4 separate regions of the Ovis aries genome follow, and regions 2, 3 and 4 are each linked to region 1. A link is a contact called in public Hi-C data. All regions are on one chromosome and are shown on one strand. The core of a region is the stretch at or near the end of the contact, and the rest is flanking DNA. Distances in the headings are between cores, read along the strand shown. Region 1 holds the start of CTDSP1 (CTD small phosphatase 1). Region 2 holds the start of CNOT9 (CCR4-NOT transcription complex subunit 9). Region 3 holds the start of LOC101108811 (C-X-C chemokine receptor type 2). Region 4 holds the start of ZNF142 (zinc finger protein 142).

Evidence for each region. A called contact is a pair of places that touch in the nucleus more often than the background predicts.
Region 2: a Hi-C map of liver shows a contact between it and region 1, with 7 times the contacts expected there. The contact joins the promoter of CNOT9 here to the promoter of CTDSP1 in region 1. A contact is called at or near these places in 5 of 16 Hi-C or Micro-C datasets (hypothalamus, liver, muscle and 1 more).
Region 3: a Hi-C map of mixed tissues shows a contact between it and region 1, with 4 times the contacts expected there. The contact joins the promoter of LOC101108811 here to the promoter of CTDSP1 in region 1. A contact is called at or near these places in 3 of 16 Hi-C or Micro-C datasets (hypothalamus, liver and mixed tissues).
Region 4: a Hi-C map of liver shows a contact between it and region 1, with 2.3 times the contacts expected there. The contact joins the promoter of ZNF142 here to the promoter of CTDSP1 in region 1. A contact is called at or near these places in 4 of 16 Hi-C or Micro-C datasets (hypothalamus, liver, muscle and 1 more).

Annotation. Positions count from the first base shown.
Region 1 is chr2:220,414,616-220,417,315 of ARS-UI_Ramb_v3.0, reverse strand. CTDSP1 (CTD small phosphatase 1) reads right to left here and starts at 1,354. Exons shown (of 7, transcript XM_012146099.4): 1 at 1,052-1,354. The coding sequence starts at 1,118.
Region 2 is chr2:220,543,279-220,546,210 of ARS-UI_Ramb_v3.0, reverse strand. CNOT9 (CCR4-NOT transcription complex subunit 9) reads right to left here and starts at 1,276. Exons shown (of 8, transcript XM_004004926.6): 1 at 1,115-1,276. The coding sequence starts at 1,138. It overlaps USP37 (ubiquitin specific peptidase 37), which reads left to right and starts at 1,741. Exons shown (of 24, transcript XM_060411307.1): 1 at 1,741-1,905.
Region 3 is chr2:220,226,698-220,229,397 of ARS-UI_Ramb_v3.0, reverse strand. It overlaps LOC101108811 (C-X-C chemokine receptor type 2), which reads left to right and starts at 1,326. Exons shown (of 2, transcript XM_042244218.2): 1 at 1,326-2,700.
Region 4 is chr2:220,629,317-220,632,118 of ARS-UI_Ramb_v3.0, reverse strand. It overlaps ZNF142 (zinc finger protein 142), which reads left to right and starts at 1,462. Exons shown (of 9, transcript XM_060411279.1): 1 at 1,462-1,582; 2 at 1,750-2,802. LOC101111607 (mitochondrial chaperone BCS1) reads right to left here and starts at 1,272. Exons shown (of 8, transcript XM_027965189.3): 1 at 1,154-1,272. The coding sequence starts at 1,205.

The sequences.
Region 1 (2,700 bases), core at 105-2,604:
TCAGTGGGGCCCCTACAAAAGAGGGCTGGGGCTTGGGGCCCTGGGGCCCACTCCCGCCCTCCTTCCACTCTCCACCTCCAGAGGTCCAAAGTCCTCCCTGAAGCTGGGCCCAGACACAAGGGGTGGGGGCTTGAATCTAGTGTCCTGCGGCCATCTACTGGCCCCTCCTCCTCCGCCCCGACCCGGACCTCCAACCTCGATCCCGCTAATAGACTGGCCCACCCTCCACCCGACCCCCTATCCAACCCCCCACCCCCGACCCCGGACGGAGCTAGGTCCCGGCCACAAGTGGACAGACCTGGAAGAACTTCCTAGCCTCTTAAGTCCACACGAGGACAGGGAGGGGCAGACCCCCTAGACCAGAACCATCAGGCCCGGGGTGCCCGGCCCAGGCTGGCAGCATCTCGGGTCGCTGCGTGTATGCACAGACACGGCGCCCACCGGCTCGGGGAGCCAAGTGCGCGATCCGATCACGCGTCTCCTGCGGGCGCGCGGGCGATCCTTAGAAGTGGTTGTCTCTCTCCGCGCCTCCACGCGGGACGTGGAAGTTTGTGGGGAACGTGGCCCTGCGTTAGCGGGAGATCTTTCCAACCCTCCCCAGCCCGCTGTCACCTCTGCGCCCCCTCCCGCGACCCAGCCAGACCGCGGCCCGGAGGGGGCGGAGTCTCAGCTGGTGGCCTGAAGGCGCCCTCTTCAGCCCCCCCATCTCCCAGCCCCCTTGGCGCCAATGGGGGAGTAGTGGGGGGGGGGTACGACTCTTCGGCCTCGCGCACACCCAGTCTGGGAAACCTGGAGGGCGCCCCGTGCTCCACCCCTGCCTCAGTTTCCCCACCTCAAGCAGACCGAAGCGCCCCAAAAGGCGCCAGGCCCCGCCCCGGGTCTCCGAGTTTCTGCAAGTTCAAACTCTCACCCAGCTCCCCCTCCGGTTGGAAGCTTCGGGTCCCGCCAAGGCGGGCGCCCCGGGCGGCGGCGGCAACTGTCGCCCTCGAGAGGGTCCCGGCCCCCTCCTCTTTGCGGCGCCGGGTCTAAGCGGGTCTAAGCGCCCCAGTACCTTTGCTCCGTAGCGGGCTCCGCGCTTCCTCCTTGCTGATCTGAGTAATGACTGCCGAGCTGTCCATGGGGCCGGGCGCGCTCCGCTCCGGCCGGACTCTGGCCCGGGAGCCCGGCCTCCCCCCCGGCTCGGGCCGGAATCGGGGCGCGGGGGGGAGGGGAGGGGTGGGAGGGAGGGATCCCCGCGAGCTTCGGAGGGGAGGGGAGCCAGGTTCTAAGGGGGAGGGGGAGGGAGGGGGCGCGGAGGAAACTTTGTTACAACATGGAGTTTCCTCCCCGCGAGGCGGATGCAAACATGGAACCCGGGCGCCGTTTCAAGGCTCCCCCTTAAAAGGGCAACGGCTTCAGCGTGACCTGGACTCGGCCGGGGCTTTCATCACTTGAGGGGCCGGCGCTGCTCGGCGGCCAGGGAGGCGGGCCCGGCCAGGTTCCTGCCGCGCTCCCGGCGGCGCCGCCTCCTTTCCCGCCGCCCGCCAGCCAGCCAGCCAGCCAGCCCGCCAGCGAAGCCAAGCCTCTGCGGCTGCGTGGCAGGGCCGGCATCCCGGCCCACGGTTCTCCGCGCTGAGCGGCCCGGGACTAGGGCCCGCCCGGGGCGCCCGCGTCCGCGCCCGGGAGTGCCCCGAGGCAGCGCGACTCCACCTCTGAACATTCCAAAGGTCGGGGACTGGCAGCTTCTCGGTCTTCTCATTTGGGAAATGGGGATAACACCATCTGGTCTGAAAAGTGGGTCTTCTCTCCAGTGGTCGCAGGGGAAGTCGTGAGCGTGCAAAGCCTCTGCTGCACTTCCAAACGACTGTGCCGATCCACACCATTAGGTCCCTAAGCGGACCGTGACCTACCCGCAGTCTCGGCCCCTTTCCCCTAAACCCGGAGCTGTAGGGTGCAGAAGTTCCAGCTGTCCGCCCCGGGGTGCCCCTGCCGACCTCTCCTCACCGGGCGCCCGGCCACGTCCACTCCCCATGCCCACCCCAGCCACCTGGTTTTCTTGCCTGAAGCCGAGGGCCTCCACGCCTCAGGGCCTTTATACGTGCTGTTCGTTCTGCCTGAATAGGCTTCCTACCGCTTCGCATAGATAAATCCCACCGACCTCGAAGAAATGAAACCCTCCTTTTTCCCAGGCCCCCTCCTCTGCTTCCCACCCGCCGGCCCCTCTGTGGGGAGGGGAAATCAGGCCGCGGCCCCACACAGTGGGACTCGATGCCGGACCATGGGGACCACGGACATCCACTGGCACACCCGCTCCACTCGGGTCCGTACAGACTTCCCCCGGGCGCGGGGCTCGCGTTTCCACGCGGATTCTTCGCGAGCAAAACTCCCGTGTGCTGCGCGGTGAGGTTTGCGGGCGGGGTTTGTTTTCCTGTCTATGAAGTTCCTTATACTTGTCGTTACTGTTTTGTGTTCACATTTTTAAAATATTAATAACGCCAAGGCTTGATAAACGCGCCCCAGCACTTCCTTCCCCCGCGGGCGGGGCGGGCGCGTCGTGTCCCATCCGGCAGCCCGGTGAGAGCGCGGCGCGCTTTCTCCCGGCCAGGCAGAGAGGGGGCCCGGGAGGGAGAGGCCCCGCGCGGGCGGCGGGTCGCGAGCAGAACTGGCCCCAAGGCGCATTCGCTTTGGGCCTGGGGTCCAGGGCGGGGTGGGGAGGTGGTC
Region 2 (2,932 bases), core at 27-2,526, 130 kb before region 1:
CAATACCCCGGCATTCAGCAAAAATATTTGAGCCCTTACTTGGTGCCAGGAACTGTCCTGGCACTGAAGTAGTCATATAAACAGGATCTACATGATCCCTGTCCCTGACCTCAAAAGGGGGACAAATAAGAAGTAAATGAATCAAAACTTGGTTAAAGCTTAAGTAGAAAAGTTGGAACGGCGGCCAGTTGTAGCTGGAGCCTGCAAAGCAATGTGATGAGACTGAAAACAGGGGTAAGGAACATTAACGCTCAGGGAGGGCCTTGTAGGCAATGCAAAGTGTTTGGGTTTTATCTCAACAAAACGGGAAACCTCAGGATTACTTTAGCTAGGTTGTGTGTTTGTCGCTCAGTCGTGTCCACCTCTGTGCGACCCCACGGACTGTACGTAGCCTGCCAGGCTCCTCAGTCCATGGGATTTTCCAGGCAAGAATACTGGACTGGGTTGTCATCTCCTTCTCCAGGGGACCTTCCCGACCCAGGGATCGAACCCAGGTCTCCCGCATTGCAGGCAGACTCTACCCTCTGAGCCACAGTGCATGGTTATTAGGAGTTTACACTGTTTTTCTTGATCAAAGATCACGCTGGTAAAAAGAGATGTATGAAAAAAGGTTTTAAACGCAGAGAACCGTAAGTCAGACATCCTAACTAGTCACTTGTTCAGGTCTCGGATTTTGTATCTGTAGAGCAAGTGGTTTAAGCTAGAGGCCGTTTCCTCCCCGCCGCGATGTGCCTAGGCAGGGAGGGTCAGATGCACCTCGGAAGTCCCCTCGTCCCCGCCAACGCCAAGCACGCAAACGGCGGCCTAAAACTGTTGGTAGAGCAATGAATCAATGAATGGCCCCCCTGGGCCGCAAGGGAGGCGCTCCAGCCGCGCGACCAGGCCCCGGGGCCGGAAAAGAACGCGCTACACCGAGCCAGAGGCCGCGAGAGCCGGCCGGCAGGGAGAGTGAGGGCAGGCTCCGTCACAGCCAAGCTCAGCGAGGAGGGGGGCCGGGTCTTCGCGGGTTGAGGGCTGGAGGACTCTTAGCCTGCCACACGGAGCTAGGAGAAAAGGCCGAAACGCGGGGTTGAGGAGAGGTCTGGGGCCCAGGCTGGGCGGCCCAGTCACTTACCGCAGCCGTCGCCAGACTGTGCATGTTGGGAGAGGACGCCGCTCTCCTCCCACTGCCGGACGCGCCAAGCCGCGTCCCAGCTTCAGCGCCTCAGCCGCCGAAGATGATGACACGCCGCAGCCGCCATCCGCCTCCGGCTCGCTCCGCCCCCTCCGCAGCCCTCTGACCTTTCACCTCTGACCCCGCCCACACAACCTCTTCCCGCCCCACCCCCCCCAGCTCCTGGAGTTAATCCTCGAGTCTGTTTTGCCCCTGAAATTTCAAGACCGGAAGGACACCCGCCTCCTGCTAGTCTCCCCCATCCCCAGCTTGGAGCTGGTATCTCCAGAGAAGGGCGTGAACTCTGACCTTCCTCCGGAGGCCAGTGAAGGGCGGGAAAAACCGGGCAGACCGGGAGGACAACAGTGCGCATGCCCAACTGGACTCTGTAGGAGGGAAATGGTAGGAAGGCGAAAAGTGCGTGAAGTAGAGAGTGCGCGTGCGTACTACGGTCCGGGCAGGGGCGGGGCTACCTCGGCGTGATTTCGCCCGGTACTGGGGCGGAGAGAGGGCGTAGAAAGGGCGGAGTTTCCAGGCTTGCGCGCACGCGCTACTCCTGGTCGCGTCGGGTGTGCGTGCGTGCGTGCGTGTTTGCGTGTGGTCACAGTTCCCGCCATCAGCCGCTCTCCCTAACTGGGGGACTGAGCGGCCCCTCTCCGTGCCCGGCGTCCCTTCCTTCGCGACCCCCAGCTCCTCCCTCTCCACGCGGACTCCGTGCTTCCGGCAGGCCTGTCCAAAGCTCCGACTCGCAGGTACAGGTAAGGCGGGCCCGGCGAGCGTCTCAACGGAGCCGTTTTACCCTGCCCCCCCCCGCCCCTCACTTCTCGCCCCGTGCGGTCCGCCCACTCGGCGTTCACTCTTTTGGAGTTCACCGGCTGCGGTTCAGCCCACCCCCGTTCCCGCGACGCCCTCTGTCGCCTCACAGGTACTCCACTTGTGTGTTCCCCTAGGCTTTTCCTCTCCTTTGACCGGGTCTTTACTGTCACTCGCTGCCCCCCGTGACCCAAACCTGGCCCCTCTTTGCTGGGGGCTGTTGTTGTCCGTCACTCGCCCTTTAGCGAGGCCTGCTATCTCTTCAGGTGACTTCCGTTGCCGCATGTCCATCGGGCCTTGGGATATGATACTGTTTCACTTTCTTGGCTATTCTTCACCTCTCTCCTAGTCATCTTTCACTCAAAGGCATAGATTATATTTTTTTTCGTGCCTTTGGTTGTTCCCCATCTCTAGCCATCAAATCAGGTTGTCAGGTTTACCTATTTTAGGTCATGATCTGTGAAAGGAAATAATAATTTATGACAAAATCCTCTGTCTAGAAAGTTGGTCTGTGGGTGGTTTTGTAATCCTTTCAAAATTTAGGCTCTGTGTAAATGCCTCTTGGGGGTGGCAGTGTCTGACATGCCTCTAACTGGAAGAGCTGTCTGAACAGAGGATGTCAAGTAGGCAATTGGATTATACTGGGGTTGGAGCTTAGTTGTAAGCTGGGTGTATAGATAAATGTGTGTGTGTGTGTATGTATATAGACATCACCTATATATAGTTGATAGTAATTGAAGTAATTGATAGTAATTGAAGCCATGGATGTGGATGAAATTGCCTGAGGAGAGTGCATTGCTAAAAAGGAAAGGGACCTAGGATGGAGCGCTGAGGGATTCTTGGTGTTTAGTAACCTGATAGAGGAGTACAAGTTTTGCAGAAAAGATGAAGTTATCAATGATGTTGAATTCTGTTGAAAGGTAAAGACAAATGACTGAAAAGCTTGTTGACATCAAAGTAATCGAT
Region 3 (2,700 bases), core at 77-2,576, 190 kb after region 1:
GACTACCCCATCTTCAAGTCCTTTCTAGTCTAGGCATCAGGTCGCAACTGGTCAACACCTGTAAAAGCAAAGCATGGGTAGCCCCAGGCAGGGCAATTGTCTGCTTACACTTCCTGCTATTACTTATAAAGGATAAGAGAACCCAGGAGGAAAGCATGACTTAGTTTAAGAAATATGCTTGCCAGGGGCAGAATTGTAGGCACCAGTGCCATGCTACATTCGGCATGCATGGTAGAGGCAGAACATAGATTAGCACCAACTTTAAACAGTAGCAGGTAGTTTGGAAAGGACAGACAGTCCAGCTCGGCTATAAGCAAGTGCAGCTTTCAGGCACAGCTTATATAGACTCTGTTCCTTAAAGTGATAGGCACCCTGAGTCGCAGGAAGAGGATGGGGGAGGACCCACGACACATCAATCCAAGGAGATATGACTGATGTTGTTTACCCTATAACCATTGAGTAACCACTTACTCTGTATCCTGGCAGAGGCTCTGAAGGTGAATTGGCGTGGTCTCTAGCAGCCCACGGTCTGGTGGGGCAGACTGACTTGTAAATTCATCGTTACAGGACAATAAGGTTCCTGTTATAAGGAAGAAGTGACTGAAGTACCAGAGGTAAAGGTAAGGGACAGACATTAGCTGCTGGGAGCAGCTAAGGCAGGTTCCCAGAGATGCCATCCGTCAAGACTGAGAGCCGGGAGAATGACATTACCACCACTCCTCCACTCACTACCATCGGCCCCAGCTCTGCTGGGCTCCCTGTGGTCCAGCCAGACTCCAGGAGTGGCCCCCAGACTCAGGGCCATTCTAATCAAGCAGTTCTTCATTGGTGGTGGAGGAGGATTAGTTCTTCCTCCGAAGAGCCATCAACATCTCCATCCCAGAGGAGTCTAGAGTTTAAGTAAACACTGTGTGTTTGCTGTCCAAACACTACTCAGTCTTCGACCTCCTTCCTACTGGGTTGTCCTCTAGCCGTCAACCCCACCCCGCTGGTGGAGGGCTCCTACAAGGCCCTCCCATATGGACTGCTAGAATCTGTACTATATAAAGTCAAGTTCTTTCCCTTTATTCGGGTCAGACAATTTGGAAGCTTTCAAATGGAAATAAAAGCAAGAAAAGGAAGAGAATGACAATAGCCATCCACAGAGTGGAGAATTCAGATAATGGATCCTTAACTCCATCTTCACCCTGGGTTCCCCTGCTTGGACACAGGGACCCTGGGAGTCTCTGATACTCTGTGACCCCCTGATTTAACCTGTTCTCCAAATATAGACATGGGCAGGGCCCAGGGAGGAGCTGTGCTGTGAAGAGGCTTCCCTATTCTTTATTCATCAAGTTTCCTCTCAGTGTTAAGGCACTCTGGTCTCTGAGTTCCAGGCTCTTACGGTTGGACATACATGGTTGGTGACTCAGGTAGGAAGCAATCTCTGATTGCCAGGACTTTTTCTGGGGCAGGGTGACTTAGTCTGACTATATTTTGGAAAATGCATCTGCTTGTCTGGGACCTGTGATTTGTACTCCATTGACTCCCTGCCTCCTTTCTCATGACCATGTATTCAGTTCTGTTTTTATACATGGCTACAGATGGTGCCCTTTCCCAATAAAATCTCTTGTTTTGTCAGCACATGTGTCTCCTCAGACAATTCATTTCCGAGTGTTAGACAAGAGCCCAGTTTCGGGACCTGGAAGGGGTCCACCTTCCTGCAACAAATGGCGACTCTGGCGGGGACTCTTCTTTGCTGAGACTGATATCCTGACCACTCGGGGTACTCAGGGGCCAGCTTGCCTGCCAGTGGACCAGACCCAGTGGCCGCAGCTGGGACCCCTTTTGTCCCTGGTCTCCTCCTGATGCAGACAACTGGCCAGAATGCCCCGACCAGTAAGAAACAAGAGGCTTTATTGACCTCTCTCCCCTTCCCTCTCTCTTTCCTCTCCTTAACCTTTCCTATCCTTCCCTGTTTTTCTAGTCCCCCGGTCCTAGATGCAGGAATCTGGTTGAAGGGTCCTCAGCCTGAGCTGAGGATTGGAGACTGATCATCTCCTCTTGGCAGAGAACTCGAATTCTGGTTCTGGTCTGGTCTGATTTCTGGTAGGGCCGAGTTTCAGTCCTCCCTTCTCTGGAGGCCCAGGAAAAGTCCCATAACGCCTGGGTATCTGTAGGTGGCAGGAGACGTCTGTAAGGCCACCCCTTTCGCCCCTCCTCTCCCGCCTCCTCCCCCTTCTTCTTTCAACCTGGCTTCCTTTCCTCCATTGAAATCTTTGATGTTAGTACTTGGATCTGAAGTTCTGTGTCTCTATAAGAGGTTTTCTGAGAGACTGTATTCTTGAATTTAAGGGCATCCCTGGTGGTGCAGAGGTTAAAGTGTCTGCCTGCCATGTGGGAGACCTGGGTTCGATCCCTGGGTCGGGAAGATCCCCTGGAGAAGGAAATGGCAACCCACTCCAGTATTCTTGCCTGGAGAATCCCATGGACAGAGGAGCTTGGTGGGCTACAGTCCACGGGTCGCAGAGTCGGACACAACTGAGTGACTTCACTTTCACAGATGGTGACCAGGGGGCCACAGTTTTCTCACCTTCACCTTTCATACCTCTTCTCTCCTTTTAAAAATATTTATTTATTAAAAAAAATTTTTTTTGGCTGCGCTGGTTTTTGTTGCTGCACAGGGGCTTTCTCTTGTTGCAGAGAGTGGGGGCTACTCTC
Region 4 (2,802 bases), core at 213-2,712, 210 kb before region 1:
GAGAGGAATGTCAGGTCAGTATTACAATGTGCTTCAATATCCTTCGTGGGGTGGGGCTGGTGTTGGACCCAAGGGATGAGACTCTGAGCCACTTGTCCCATTTTGCCTTTCATTATCCTGTTTCATACCAGTGTCCTGCCAGACAACTATTCTGGAGATTCCTTAAATTTGACTGAATGATACAACTTTCAGGATAATAGACGGACAGCATTTTTGCGGTTCCTGGGACCAGTTGAGATAGGGGCCCACTGGCCAGAATGAGCAGGGGATGAAGTTACTCTCTTCTGTCAACCTGTCAATATCCTCATGCCTTGCTATCACGTATCATGTCTTTCAGGTATCCTCTCATCTATTTCACATGTTCATGTCCTGTTAGCCCTTTTATTACCTCCCATCTAAACTGTCTCTTCGAAATTAATTTTAATTCTTGAAGTGGTATCTTAGTGGATCTCCACTTTGGTCATGCTTCACCAGACTGCTATACAGGGGTCGAGATTTTTCCTCATAAGGCTCTGCTTCAACGCCATTAGTTTCCCTACTCCAACACCTCCAATGATTGGCTCTCAACAAGTCCCTGAATTAGGTGAAAACGCCTCTGCCTCTACAACACGGGGCCAACGTACCTCTAATGGCTTAGTTCCCAATATTCTCTGTTGAACAAATAAACAAGCCTCCTTCCTCCTTGACTCAGAATGCCCATTTTATTTCCCCCAATCTCTATAGAGTTCAAATCCCGCCCATCTGCTACCTTCTCCACGGAGATTCCCCCGAATTCCACTCCCCGCCCCGCAATAAAATGTGATTGGGCCTGATTCTAAGCTGTAAGATCCCGGAGGGGTAGGAGGTCAAATCATTTCTAGCACACTTCACCCGACCCCCCGCCGGTTTGCTTTATGCCGGCACGCAGTGCGGTGAACTGACAGCAGTGACCTCTGCTGAAGCTCAGAACAGGATCCAGAATTCCAAAATTCCTATGCGTGGAAGGCCACAGACAAAGCCCTTTCCGCTCCTGGTCCTTGTCGGACGCCCAGAAGCCTCCTCCCGAACCCCCTCCACACCCCAGTTCGCGCCTCCAGCAGCCTGGTTTGCAGCAATCGGTCACTCCTCCCCCTTACCGCCATGACTCTCTGGCCCTTCCTCTCGATGGTCTCACCCCTCGGCTCTTCGGGCACTCTCCACTTGGCTTCGCCCCCGAGTTCTTTCATCTACTTCCCGTCACACCTACCGAGACGACCACACCACTCTGCTCCACAACTCTCGATGGTACTCTCTGGGCTTCAGGGCCAGGGGAGGTGGGGGCTGGGTGGGGAAAAGATAGGAAGAACCATAGAGAAAGTACTCCACCAGCCTCACAAAGAAAGAGAGAGCGGCCTCCATATGCCGCGGTCCTGGAGGCTTCTGGGCCGGAGGCGGTCGCACAAAGAGAGTCCCGGGAGGCCACTCCAGCCGCTGGACGACCATAGAGATGAGGCTCCTGCCCGCCTAGGGCTGGAGGTAAGCCGGAGGCTGCGGGGCGGGAACTAATAGGGAGTGCGGGCGGAGCAGGCCGGAGGCAAAAGTTTCTGAAACCGCAGAATGAGAGGTAGGCCTGGGCGATGGGAAAGCTCGGGAGAAGTGCAGAAGGGAGCGCGGCGACGAACGAGGCCCCGGCGCATCAGCTCACCACTGCCGGCGTCATTGCTGTGGACCCCACCCGGTTACACGCTGCCTCTCCTTAGGACAGTAAGCATGACGATGCTCCCTCCTTAGCCTCGCAGGTTACAAGACGGTTTTCCCGTTTGCCGGCAATTGTGATTCCCGCTCCCGCCCAACGATGTGGAGGCTGTCTTCGCCTCCACTTTACAAACAGGAAAGCTGACATCCCGGGAAGCGAGGGAACTACAATCTGCCGAAGGCCACGCAGTGAGTAGAGCCCACAGGCGAGTGGAAATCGGATGCCTTGGTCCCCAGACTCGATCTCACCCTTTCCCCAGGCCTTCTCTCTGCCTTAATGTGTCCTTTCTCTTCCTCGGTACCGCTGCCCCGAAGATAACCTCATTTCTTCTCTTGTGCCCACCTGTGTCCCACCTCACTCGGCCTTCCAGCGGCTGACGGTTCTCAGTCTAGACGGCACCCCTTGGCTCACCGTTAAGGCAATTATTACTGGAGCTGGAAGATTCCTTAGAGCAGCGATAAGTGGAGTCAGTGGTTTCCAGAGAACCCTCTGAGGGCGGAAGTGCGCTGCTCTACCACCTTCTAAATTTCCCTAATCTGAGGCTTTGAGTTGCAGAATTCTCATGTACAAAATGATTTTCTAGCCCTAGGCATCCCTTACCTGACCTTCATGGCTCAGTTTCATGGAGTGATTATACTATCATCCTTAATTCCTAATTACTCAGCGCAAACTAATTTTAGCAGTGTATAACAGGATATGCAATTTAGTTGACATTCACTTCTGAGTTGAGTTCCAGTGTTCAATATTAGGTCATAGTCAATGAATGAGAAATTTCTCCAGATGTGTTACTTTATACATAAGGCGCCTCTGGTTTGTTATCTTAGTAGAAGCCTAGCCTTGCATCTCTGTGTCTGCGGTTCTTAACTGTGTGTGAGTGTGTGCTTAGTCGTGTCCAACTCTTTGTGACCACATGGACTGTGGCCCGTCAGGCTCCTCTGTCCTTGAAATTTCCCAGGCAAGCATACTGGAATGGGTTGCCATTTCCTACGCCAGGGGATCTTCCCGATGCAGGGATCAAACTTGTGTCTCTTGTATCTCCTGCATTGGCAGGCAGATTCTTTACCACTGCATCACAGTTCTTCATTAGA